2 separate regions of the Sus scrofa genome follow, and region 1 is linked to region 2. Evidence: chromatin contacts called from public HiChIP or PLAC-seq data. All regions are on one chromosome and are shown on one strand. The core of a region is the stretch at or near the end of the contact, and the rest is flanking DNA. Distances in the headings are between cores, read along the strand shown.

Region 1 (6,241 bases), core at 915-3,414, 170 kb before region 2:
AGCTGTAGCTCTGATCTGACCCCCTAGCCTGGAAACTTCCATATGCTACAGATGTGGCCCTAAAAAGCAAAAAAAAAAAAAAAAAAAAAGCCCTGCTATAATCTCAGGAATTTTTTATTATTAAGCACTTAACTGGATCTTAACAATGTTCTTAAAGGCATCCATTGTTTTAGTTATAATGTACTTTGCAAAATACTGCAATCAAGAATTTCACACCTCTCAGAAAGAAAAAAGAAAAGCCAATTTACAAATTAGACAATTTTCTAGTAAAACGAATAGCAGGCATAGATTTTAACATTTCATACAAATTATGCGGGAAAAATTAAATGCTGATTTACATGTCAGCTGTGTAAAGGAGGAATCTGTGTGTACATTTCAACAAATCTGACAATGTAGATAGTCATAACTACTTGTCAATATGGTCTTTTGACTCAAAGAGACTTTGATTCCATAGCCCTTTTGGTTATTTCTGGCAATCGTGAACAGAAATTCAAGGATAATACATTATTCCAAAAAATTCAACTTTACCACTACCCTTACACTGGGGATATTAACCCATAACCTAGATTGGCTGCCAAGTAAGAATACTAAACAGATAGAGATCTAGGGAATTCAGAAACCAAAGCACCTAAAAATTGGTTCTGTTGCACATGGATGTGCAGAGTTTGATTATTACTGTTAGTGGAAATATTTTAAAACACACACACAAGGATATACTGAAAATGGACTGAACAGAGGTGAATATGAAAGCAATGTACCCGGAAGCACAACTTTTCTAGATCAGTGACTACTGCCAAGGTCACAAACCAAAGGAGGATTTTTTTTTTTTTTTTCATGGAAGATGCAATAATATCAAGAGTGCACAGTGTACTCAAAAAGAATCTGATTTCGGGAGTTCCCGTCTTGGCGCAATGAAAACAAATCCAACTAGGAACCATGAGGTTGCGGGTTCAGTCCCTGGCCTCGCTCAGTGGGTTAAGGATCCGGTGCTGCCATGAGCTGTGGTGTAGGTTGCAGACACCGCTCGGATCCTGCGTTGCTGTGGCTGTGGCCAGTAGCTGTAGTTCCGATTTGACGCCCTAGCCTGGGAAACTCCATATGCCCTGGGTGTGGCACTCAAAAGCAAATAAATAAATAACAGCTTTAAAAAAAAAAAGAATTTGATTTCCTTTGTGACCCAAAGTAAAAAGGCATTTTCATCTTCCTTGTCTGTCTTAGGATTGTATGTCTTTTTCCCCCTCCCTCGAGCACATTCATAATAACAAATTGAACTTTAAAAGCTCTAGAGAAAATGAATTAACCACTCACTTTAAGGGCTCAGGAGACAGTTTTGTGCCTGAAAGGTTGATTTGCATCAGAGCCAGAGAACTGCTGAAAAACTGCTTGAAAGATGGGGGGACTTCTTTTCCTTTCCTGAAAAATAAAACATGCGAGTCACATTGGCAGTTAAACTCAGCTCAGCACCACACTTCCAAACTAGCAAAGTTACTCACTGGTAATTCAGATATTGTGAAATACCCCATGAATGGATTGTAGCTTCAGTAGAAATTTAAAGGTTAAAAAGAAACAAAATGTCTGATCATTACAAAAATTAATTCAATGTACTCTGAAAAATGGGTAAGCGGTTAAGAAACCTCATTGTCTTTAAATCATTTGATCCCTATTCTTTGCAGTCAAGAAATTCATTGTGTTCTATCCTAGATCTTAGAAAACTCAGCTTCTCTCACCATTTTATCGCCTTCACTTTACACTCTCTGATCTTATCCTATTGAGGTATTTGTGGCGTATGTTCATTATGGTGAAGATTTACGTCTCTGTTGACGTAAAAGACCAAGAGTACGTTCAAATACAGAATAACTCATTTGAGGCATAATTGTAGAATAAAGCATGCCGAGTTCTGAATTTTCCAAGAAAGTGACTGCTTTTCCTTTGAAAACGTAAAGCTTTTAAAATGCAAACCAGTTTAAAAAAAAAAAAAAAGTGATATTCCTAAGATGAAGCAATTCTCCTTGTTTTTAGAGACGCATGTAATGAGTAAAATATGACTTGTGACCTGTGGTAATGATTATGAGCATTAAGTGTTGAGTTGTATGACTATGGCCCCCGAATGCCTTACTCATATAACCCACATACTTCCACATTCTCGCGTGCTCAGTTGCTGCTGGGTGTGAATACTTGTTGCTTGTAATCTACCGCCTGCTTGTGCAATCAACTCTAAGTCAGGAAGGGACAAGTAAGGTACTTAGGCTGACCTTCCACTTCTGCAAATTAAAGTGTCTGCGCTTTGGAATGACTATTCTCTTTATTTCCCTGATGGCTGATACTTACCGTCAAAGTGCATTACTGAGACACACCTACAGAAGTTTCTGAAAGTTATAGTAAGTCATACAGTCTCTTTCTATATTAAGAGAGAAGGCCTGTCCACCTATGAGAAATAGTACTTTATTATCTAGTTCATATAGGCAGGCTGGAGTTATTGATGGAAGACAGACCCGGGGTGAAAAGAAGCATAAAAAACTTGAACCTTCAAGGTCTAATATTCATAGATCACGGTCTAAGACCATCTCCTTCTCTCATGCACAATGAGCACCCTTTATCACCATTTTCATCTCACTATCACTTTCCCTGAGAGAAAGACCCTCCTAGATGATAATGATAATGCAGGAATGAATCCATACCGATGAGAAAAGACTGTTCTGGAGAGATTGAGCACAGCTAAATATTGAAGGCAGCCACGAAGAAGAGCTCCACAGACCTGAGAAAGAAACGAAGCACTCTCATTTTCAAATATTTCTAGAACTAAGAGAATATTTTATTGGGGAGCAAGCCCATTCTTTCCCAGCTAAGTAGCTGTTCTGAGACACAACCCCCCACTCATAACAATGTATAAAAATACATATGTTACCATGTCCAGGGAACATTCTGTATTGGATAAATCCAGATGAGCAATGGCATTTGGCTGAGCCAAAAAACTGTACATGGACTTGAAATAAAAAACAAAAAGCAAATATATTAGGATCCAGAAACACACATGCACACACACACATGCGAGCACACCGTGCAGGTTAATTTATAGAAGAAAATTGCCCCAATTCCTCCAGGATCATTTTCTCCTCTTCCCAAGAGGACATGCAGAATTTTCTGTCATTCCATTATCTTCCCTGAGAGCAAAAATCCAAAAACTATTTTAAATTATGTGTAAGTTTAAAAAAGGCCAAATGGAGCCTTGGCTACCCAACCCCTTTTTTGTCACACATGACTTCATTTTCCTGATTAGCTCCATTTTTATTGTACAATTTTGAAACAGTGCTAATTAATTTTAACTGCTGAGATCGAAAAACCACCTGAATTACAGTCACCCTATCAAAATGCTAATCACCTTTGCAAGTATTCAAGGAGCCACTAATTTGAATTTTAACCACAAGATAGTGGTCTCAGGCTACACACTCTTCAGTTCAACAAAATAATTTTTCTACCTTTAGTTACTTCCAAAATCTAACAAGAAAGGGCCTGACAGTACTATTCATTGGCTTGTTGTTGTTGTTGCTGTTGTTGTTGTTTTAATCTCACTTATAGCTAAAACACTTGAGTTTTCAGGGGGTCACAATGCCTCAAGTACGCCCTCATCCTAGTGCAAAGCTATGAAAACAACACAATTAATACCTCTCTGTTATTCTCTAATTGCCCTGTGTGCATAGCAATGTCAGCATCCACCAATAACAAACCAAGTCCAAGTTCCTAACTAACAGTAGGCACATAGCCCAATTCTGCTTTGCTTCACTGAATGCCATAAGATACTTGCAAAAACAAACAAGCTTACGCTAAGAAGTTCTAGTCCTTGGCAAAGACTCTTAGGAGTAGCGACTTGGCTACAGGTACTTGAGAAAATGCCTCTATAGCAAGGAATTCAAAAGAGCAAGAGATTGGCCTATAAATATTTTTAGAATAACCAGATACACAGGACGTACTGTATTATGAAAAAGTTCTGATTCAGAAAAAAATTTGGCTCTACTTAAGATCTGAGCCCGTCTTTGCCTGGCAATGCGATTTTACTCCCAGCTACCGGCTGGGGGAGCTCTAATCAACCTCAAGTGGTGACAAGACCCTACTTGGCCAACTCTTCCCTAGCAGGCCCTACAAGGCTGCTCTCCCAGAATGGCTTGCTGAATGGCTCCCAGAACCTCAGCCTGTGCAGGGCTGGAAGCCCTCTCTCACCCAGGCCTCATCATTCCACTCCTCCTTCCCCAGAGGCCAGCTGGGACAAGACCAGCTACTGTGCTGTCTTGGGTGACTATTAATGCCCCTATTTTAGCAGTCTTATTAAATTTCGAGCTCGTTCGTCTTTTATCCTTCTCTCTATTCTGCTAGTTTGTCACTGTAATGTCTTGTTGGTTTCCCATCAGACTCCTTGTTTCATCTTTGGAAGGGGATTTATGAATCATCAATGAAAGTGACAACTAAAATTGGACAAAACACTGCAAAAGCCATGGTACACCAGGAAGTATTATGTAATTGAGTGCGAGCATAAGGGAGAGAAAAATAGCTACAAAAAGGGCTGTGGCAACATTCTCTGTCTTACAGGGAAAGTAAAACAGAAGAGTAGCGAGAATACATTTCACATTGGTTTTGACTCCCATAAAGCAATGGAACCCAAGTTAAGTCCTCTAAAGTGGTCCCTGTACTGTAGGCCCTATTGGTGAGGGAGAATTTCTTCAAAATTCTATCCTGGTGACCAGAGGGGAACATTTACCCCATCTGGCTACGAGATCATACCTGATTCACTGTACCAAGAAGATCTGCCAGACATTTCTATTACGGATTCAGCTGCAGGAGAAATCTTGCTATAATTGAAGGGAAACTTTCTGCCTTCACACTCAAACTTTCAAGGGTGTCCCCAGCTGACTCCTAACCATACCCTTTTCTCTATTGAATTCATGGAGTATAAGGACTGCAGTTCATCCCCATATTCCCTTTCAATCACAAACTATTTTAAAAGCCACCAGTCTTCCCAACAATATTATCTAATGATGAAGTAATTCACTTCACATTTCCCATCTTCTTTATCGGGCAATTTTAAAATAGGTGCAATAATGTTTTGAAATGAAGAAAAAAAGTTCCTTCAGAAAAAGTGTTTTGAGAAGAATTTAAACTGCAACAACATTAACTGGCAGGGGTGGGGGTAATCCATGGAATAGACTATATTTAATAAAGGAAGGCTCTTGAACTTTTCTCTAAAACACTTGATAAGCTCCTAACTAAATGACTTGAAGATGCCATGATAAAGGGAGATGTGGGGAAATAAACTACAAAGCCCTGTTTAGAAATGATTCCAGGCTTATTAAGTACAGCTTCTTTGAGGGGGGCAATAAAGAAAAAAAAAAAAAAAAACCTACCGAGAGGTCATCTCCGCGAAGGATGTTCCCTGAGAGGTCCAGATGGATAAGGGTGGTGGCGGTCAAGGGGTTGGCACTGAGTGACTGAAAAAGGCTATTCACCCCTGCAACATCAAGAAGACCCAGGCTCAGCTTCCACTCCAGGAAACAAATGAGGTTTGTGAGTTTCTTTCAATGGTTCAGCAGCCCCACCAACTTGCAGGACTGAGGTTAACTCTATGCATTGTCCCCAAAAGGTAGCTCTTTTGACATCTTCTCAGGAAGAATAGTTTAGTCACAGACACAGCCAGCTCACTGAGTTGGAGAAAGAAAAGGGTCAACTTCATTTTGCTCCACCTCTAAGGATGCGGATAGAAAGGATTTATTTTGAAGTCTTAGAATGATGCAAGCAATCTAATTGATAATTCTTATCCTTCTCTGAATCCTGTAAGGTGATGCTTGACTTAGTGTACTACACGAAAACGATGTAGATGCAAACTCAGATACTTTAAGCTATGTATGCAAATTCAGATACTTTAAGAAATGTATTGCTTTACTTAATGTATTATATTTGAAGCAGATTGAAATGGACTTTACAAAGAAAAAATGATCTATACACAAAGGAAGAAGCAATCAAAAGGAAAACCTGCTAATTAACACTCTATACACTATTGATATGCATAACATAAATGGTTCAAGTTAAAGGCAATTGAAATAAAGTGATAAAAAAAAAAAACCCTCAAAAAGCAAAGAATGAACACACGAAGAAGGCAAGATTGTCCTATGAAAAGAGAGGTCTGTTTCACTATGTGTGGTTACCAGTAATTGAAATAGGCCTGTGAGTTGGGACCTTATGGTGGGTAGATTTT
Region 2 (5,826 bases), core at 3,293-5,792:
CAGAAGCTCCCTGAGTGTTTAGTGAATTAATAATTGACTCCATGACAAGGATTGGCTGGGCTTTCTCGTCAGGTAGCTGCCTCCACCTTGGGTCAGCCTGAGGCCAACCAGGAGAAGGAGGAAATGGCTTCATTTTTATTAAATGGCCTTCCACTTTCACTTACACGATAATCCAGATGTCAATACCCTGGAGAATAACAACCTGAAGGCTTTTCTAAAGAGAGAAAAACATTATTTTGTACTGTTCCAGTGTTCCAAAAAGAATACGTTGACCAAAAGTATAATAGCCTGCCCTGCGGGTCCTCCCCTAAAGTCCTGCTAATAACAGCTTTCTCAGCCACAGTGAGAAAGGCTGGTTGAAAACTGCTCTGCTCAGACTTATGTCATGCTCTGCAGTGGACCACAACCTCAAACTGCCAATGTCAAGCTTAATTCCTATAAAATTATAGTTTGGGCTCTGCTACAGCAGCCAGCAGTTAACCACCCAGAGACCAGAAATAAAAGGCTCAGGGAAACTAAAATCACAAAAGCAGGGCTTCTGTGCTACTGCTACTTTTGTTAATAAAAATATAATTTTCACATCCATGTTAAATACATAGCTTAATCCACAGTCTTTTTTTTTTTTTTTTTTTTTTTTTTAGCCTAAGCATAACTAGATGGCGACCTCATTGCAGGTCTTATCAGTGTCTAAACACCGAAATCCACAGCCACCTGCCCTGACAACTCACGCTTGCTATAAATAAGTGGGTAACATTCTGCCCTGAGAGGTGAAAATTCTGGTTGTCTATTAAAAGTAAAACCAACAACCACAAAAACCCATTGTTGGCCCATTCTCCCATCTTAGAAAAGACTTTCAACTTCAGATTTAGATGCCTACAGAGTGGCCCAAAGAAAAGCAGTGTCTAAACAAAATTTAAGAACCAACGTGACATAGAAGTATCCCCAAACTCTCTTCCCACACTCTTTCAGTGCTAAGTGGAAGCTGTTCGCCAATATCTAAACACTTTTGATTTACCCATGAATTTCTTTTTGACATTTGAGACCATGTTGTACATCTAATCAATGTATCAACAAAACAAGTACTGCTATATAAAGCACAAAAAAAGGTGGCCACAGATAGAAAACTGTATATCAGGTCAAGGAAATTCTAATGAACTGGAGAATATAGACAGGTACCCAAACAAGGACGGAAGATAAATTCAAGATGAATAAATTCTATGACATAATATAAGTATATAATTAAAGAGTTAAGACACACTCGTTCACTTTTCTAAAGTTTCAAATGACAGTTCCCATCGTGGCTCAGCAGTAATGAATCAACTAGTATCCATGAGGACCTAGGTTTGATCCCTGGCCCGCCTCAGTGGGTGAAGGACCCAGCATTTCTTTTTCTCACGTTCTTCCTCCATCACGTTCCATCACAAGTGATTAGATATAGTTCCCTGCACTATACAGCAGGATCTCATTGCTTATCAACTCCAAATGGACAGACAAGGGCCTTCCTGGCATCTTTCCCCAACTAGACAGACAGACAGGGGACAAATGGACAGACAAGGGCCTTCCTGGCATCTTTCCCCAACTAGACGAGACAGACAGACCAGGATGGCAGTGGGGGATTTCTGTTCAGAGCCAGAGTCAGAAGTGCCAAAATCTAAACCTGACAAACAGGCTGGAAAAGGCCTCTCGCATCTCCATTGGAATTCAAAGCAGCAAGCCCACTAGAGGCCATCCGGTCCAGACTTCCCAACTGGATTTTAACCTCAAGGTGAGAAAGCGGATCCAATCCTAAAAATATCAAGCCAATCCATATAGGCAGTGTGGGACTCCATGAGGCCCAACAACGGCTCTGTCCTGGCCAAACTAACAAAAGTTTTCAGTCCTTGATAGTAACATTGCAATACTGAACATGCTCTAACAGAAATGATTGGACACATGAGGAGTGAAAATTCTGAATCCCAAATCTCTGCTCAAGGGATGGATTTCCTCATTTGAATGTCTTTTGGGAACCCCCCCCCCCCAGTTATGGAGTCAAGCAATCCAAACTTGCACTTGTCCACTTCCAAGGAACTCCATCTCTGCCCCCCAACACAAATCAGCAGATTCTATCATTGGACAGCCCGGGCTGCTGGGGAGAGTTTTCTGAGTTTCAAGATGATCCTCAGTCCCTGGTAGCTTTTATCCTCTGACTCCAGTTCAGGACCATGGACAATAAATCTAGGTCCTCTTCTGCATGACAGCCCCTCCCACTCACGCTGGGGAGAAGACAGCCTCATAATATAAACTGCACACAACCAGTGAGATGATTAATGTAGTTCAGGAACCTTACCCTACCCCATTTCTAAAAAGTTTTTTTTTTTTTTTAAGCACTGTTCTGAAATTACCCTAAACACGTACAGTAAGCAGACTGATACCTGATCTGACTTCTATTTCTCAGATCAGACCCAAAGAAGGAGATGCAAAAAAAAAAAAAAAAAAGAAAAGAAAAGAAAAAATCTCTTTGACTTCAACTCAATCACTTCCCAAGGCACTGCCTTCTTCCTGCCAAACACAGGTCCTTGACACGCAGGTGGTATGCAATGATTATTTAGTAAATGAAACATGTCCGTGATCTTCCCAAAAGTAGGATGGATGGATGTCATCTCCTTGACAGGTTTTTTTCTCCCACTTGGCTAATCTGTAAGTGTCAGAAGCAGATATGACAACCGTCCCAAGGGATGTGCAAATTATAGTATATAGGCCCTTTGTGTTAAAGACTGAGATAAATAAGTTGTCAGCTTTTCTCTGAGTTTCCTGGAATACTAGTGCCCTATGAGATATTAATGGGTGCTTCATGAAATGTACACTGTATATTAAGCAAGGATGCTAAACATTCTAAGAATAGAGGTGAAACCTGTTTAGGTTTGGGGAACACAAGGCCAAAGTCCTTAGCAGGAGCACTTTGCTCCCGGAGCATCTTATTCTTGTCTTGGGAATATGATCCATTCCCCAGTTTAGGAAACAGGGCTTGGAGCTACGCAAGATTTCTTCCGGTTTACACGCGAAAAAGGGTTGCTAGTGGAAGCATCAGGAAATGAGATGCTTTCCAAGCTTTTCCAACAACTGTAGGTGAACTTTCAAGTGACAATTTTACTTGTTTAAAAATAATAAAGTAAAATCACGCACTATAACTTTATCATACAAAATCAAAGTATCTTCTCCAAAAGCTTCAGGAAAAAAAAAAAAAAAAAAAGTCCTTTCATTGAATCGGCAAAAACAACTCTTTTAACAATGGAAGAAGGACAATCTTTCCAGGCAAAGGAGGAGCCAGTAATCAGCAAAAGTTGAAAGTACATTCAATTTCTCTCCCATGTGAATGATAAAACTAAGCCTTAAAAACAGGAAATAAATCACTCTCTGACACGACAGGCAGAAAGGGAAACAAGACAAGTGACTCATTCGTGCAAAGGTTCATATTCCTGAGACCATGGCACAAACACTGCTCGGTCCCACCACGGGGAGATGGGACCAACCTTTCTTTTGAAGCATCCTGCAACCTCCTGGGCTAGGAACTGGGTGTAATGGGGAGCAGAGCTCAAGTGAGAAGTCAGAGCGTACTGAATGGCTTTTCTGACTGCCCCGATCATTCTGACAGAAGCAGAGTCAGCTGGCCATTCTCCCCACCTCGCTGCATTACTTATTGATCCCTGCATCCGGCACAAAGCTAAATTAAAGATGCACTACATGAGACCAGGCTGATGAGTAAAGAGACTTACCAGGGCCCTGAGAAAACCAGCTTAGGCTTAAGATTTATGCTCTAGACCTGGGTCCCACACTATGCAACTCTTCTGTGCCTACCATGAAAAGATCACTATTAGAGGTAAGGGGCTTGATACGAAAGCACAATAAGGAAATAGTCCTGGGCTCTTGAGTAGCTGACAAGGATTCTAACTGGAGAATAAGAGAATCCCGATTATGTTCTTGGTCAGGCCCCAAATCCTTTAAGATGGACTTGAAAACAAGCGCTGGCCCACATTCCCACGATCTATACCCTAAAGAGACTCGAAAAACCTTCCGAGGGACAGTATGCAATAGTCTGCATCTCTACTCACTCCCCTCTCAGGGGATTTGTGTGAAAAGAATCCCGTGCATTTGCTGCATGAAAGCACCTGCATTCTTTCCAGGTTTGAATGGGAAAGAGAGGGAGGAAGGCATGAGTGGAGGGATGAGGGCAACACCAACAGACTGGACAGGGCTGAGGCCAATGGTTCAAACCGGCAAGAAATTTCTGTGGGCCCACTGAATGTTTCGAAAATGATTCACAAGGCTGATTTCAACACTGCCTGTGTTTCCATGTTTTTGGTTGTTTTGTTTTTTCCCAAGGCTCTCACTCTTAGCACCTCCCTCAAAAGAGATGTCCTGAGATGCCTTAACAGGAAATGCCAATAGAAGATGTTACTGAAGTCGAAGCACCAGGTCCTTGGCCTGACTACTGTGAGTTGGCCTCCTTGGTCCAATCTAAGGAAGTGAAACAAGCCAGGCCTGCGGGTTTTCTAAATGCTGCTCTACTAGGGAGGTTTCTTTGGGGCAAGTCAGTGTAACATGCTGATCCCAACCGCTTCCACCTCCCCTTCTTTCCTGCAATGTGAACTTCAATTGCCTTTTGGGATCCCAGATGGAACGTGTGTTGAAATAAAGAGGCGGAGCTACACAGATCCTTTTGAGGCACAGCCAGGCTGAGGGTCTCCGCTCCAAGGAAGCGGCGAACCATGAAGCCTGTCTGCAGACCACCTGGTCCCCTAATACAAGTACGTAGTTGTTGGGCTCACCCAGGTGGCAGAGACTAGATATGCATTGAAGCTGCCATAGTGAGTGATGGTCTACCGTAAGGAGACCTGGAGAAGCAGGCATGGCTGGAAACCCTATCAGCAGCTGCCCAGCTAGGTCATGTAGACAACTGAAAAATACTGACCCAAGATAGGTTAGATAGATGGATTCACTCCACTCAACTTCCAAACCACCCTTCGAAAGCAGTCAGCCATCTACGGCTCCGTCACTCTTCCTGCTTCTGCTTCTCTTGCCCTAACTGGCTTATGAATGCCCTTTTCATGCTCCAGGGCTTCTGCCTGTACAAGGGCTTATACCGCCTCATGCCTTCTGCTTTCTCCTGCTATGGTGTCTCTCTCCATGTCTCAGACTCTCCAGAGGAAGAATCTTTGCAACATACAGATCAGCCCATTGGGCAGAGCTGTGAGGTCCAGGCTACAGAGGCGCACCTTGGGTTCAAGTCAGCTGTGGCCAAGGTGTGGGGTTTCTGGTCCCACTCTCGGGGATGCTGAGGAAAGGAAACCCCCAAAGGAAGCTGTGGATGTGCCAGGCTCTCAGGGAGGACCCATCTGACCAGCAGACCCCTGACCTGCCTAGTACAAGACATTTTCTTAAGCAGATTTGAAGTTCTGTATACAGTGGATTATGATAACTTCTCAGTAAAGCTTATTCTATAGGTATTTAGTTGGGGCTTACTTCAGAGGCTGACCCAGTGTTTCTCATATTTCAGTGGGCATCCAGTTGCCCAAAGGGCTTATTAAAACAAACTGCTGCACCCCTCTCCCTGGGTCTTCATCTCAGTGGCTCTGGAAGGGACTCCTCTGAATGTGCATTCTTAACAAGTTGCCAGGTGATGCTAAAGTTACCATTCTCCGGATGGCACATGGAGAACCACTGGCCAAATCAATGGTTTTAAGATCAGAGATCTTGAGACAAACTTCTGCTTGGTGGCATCTGTTATTTTTGTTACATATAGATATAGGGAGCTAAATACTTCAAAAAAAAGACTTTCAAAGTGCGTGT

Evidence for each region. HiChIP or PLAC-seq counts read pairs in DNA pulled down with a chosen protein or histone mark.
Region 1: an H3K27ac HiChIP or PLAC-seq map of alveolar macrophages shows a contact between it and region 2. The contact joins two enhancer-like sites. A contact is called at or near these places in 3 of 47 Hi-C or Micro-C datasets (embryonic fibroblasts, epiblast stem cells and psoas muscle) and 1 of 2 datasets of contacts at active chromatin or transcription factors (alveolar macrophages).

The regions. Positions count from the first base shown.
Region 1 is chr7:20,227,019-20,233,259 of Sscrofa11.1, reverse strand. It overlaps CARMIL1 (F-actin-uncapping protein LRRC16A), which reads right to left. Exons shown (of 37, transcript XM_013977486.2): 13 at 5,394-5,497; 14 at 2,906-2,983; 15 at 2,679-2,755; 16 at 1,309-1,413. Among named protein-coding and RNA genes, the nearest start is that of SCGN, 160 kb to the left of the region's middle. Within about 2 kb of position 2,164, at least 3 of the 83 cell types and tissues checked have an H3K27ac peak or open chromatin away from gene starts, as enhancers often do. A contact at or near this core is called in alveolar macrophages, where this site is marked.
Region 2 is chr7:20,058,272-20,064,097 of Sscrofa11.1, reverse strand. The region is part of intron 2 of CARMIL1 (F-actin-uncapping protein LRRC16A); the gene reads right to left. Among named protein-coding and RNA genes, the nearest start is that of CARMIL1, 25 kb to the right of the region's middle. Within about 2 kb of position 4,542, at least 20 of the 83 cell types and tissues checked have an H3K27ac peak or open chromatin away from gene starts, as enhancers often do. A contact at or near this core is called in alveolar macrophages, where this site is marked.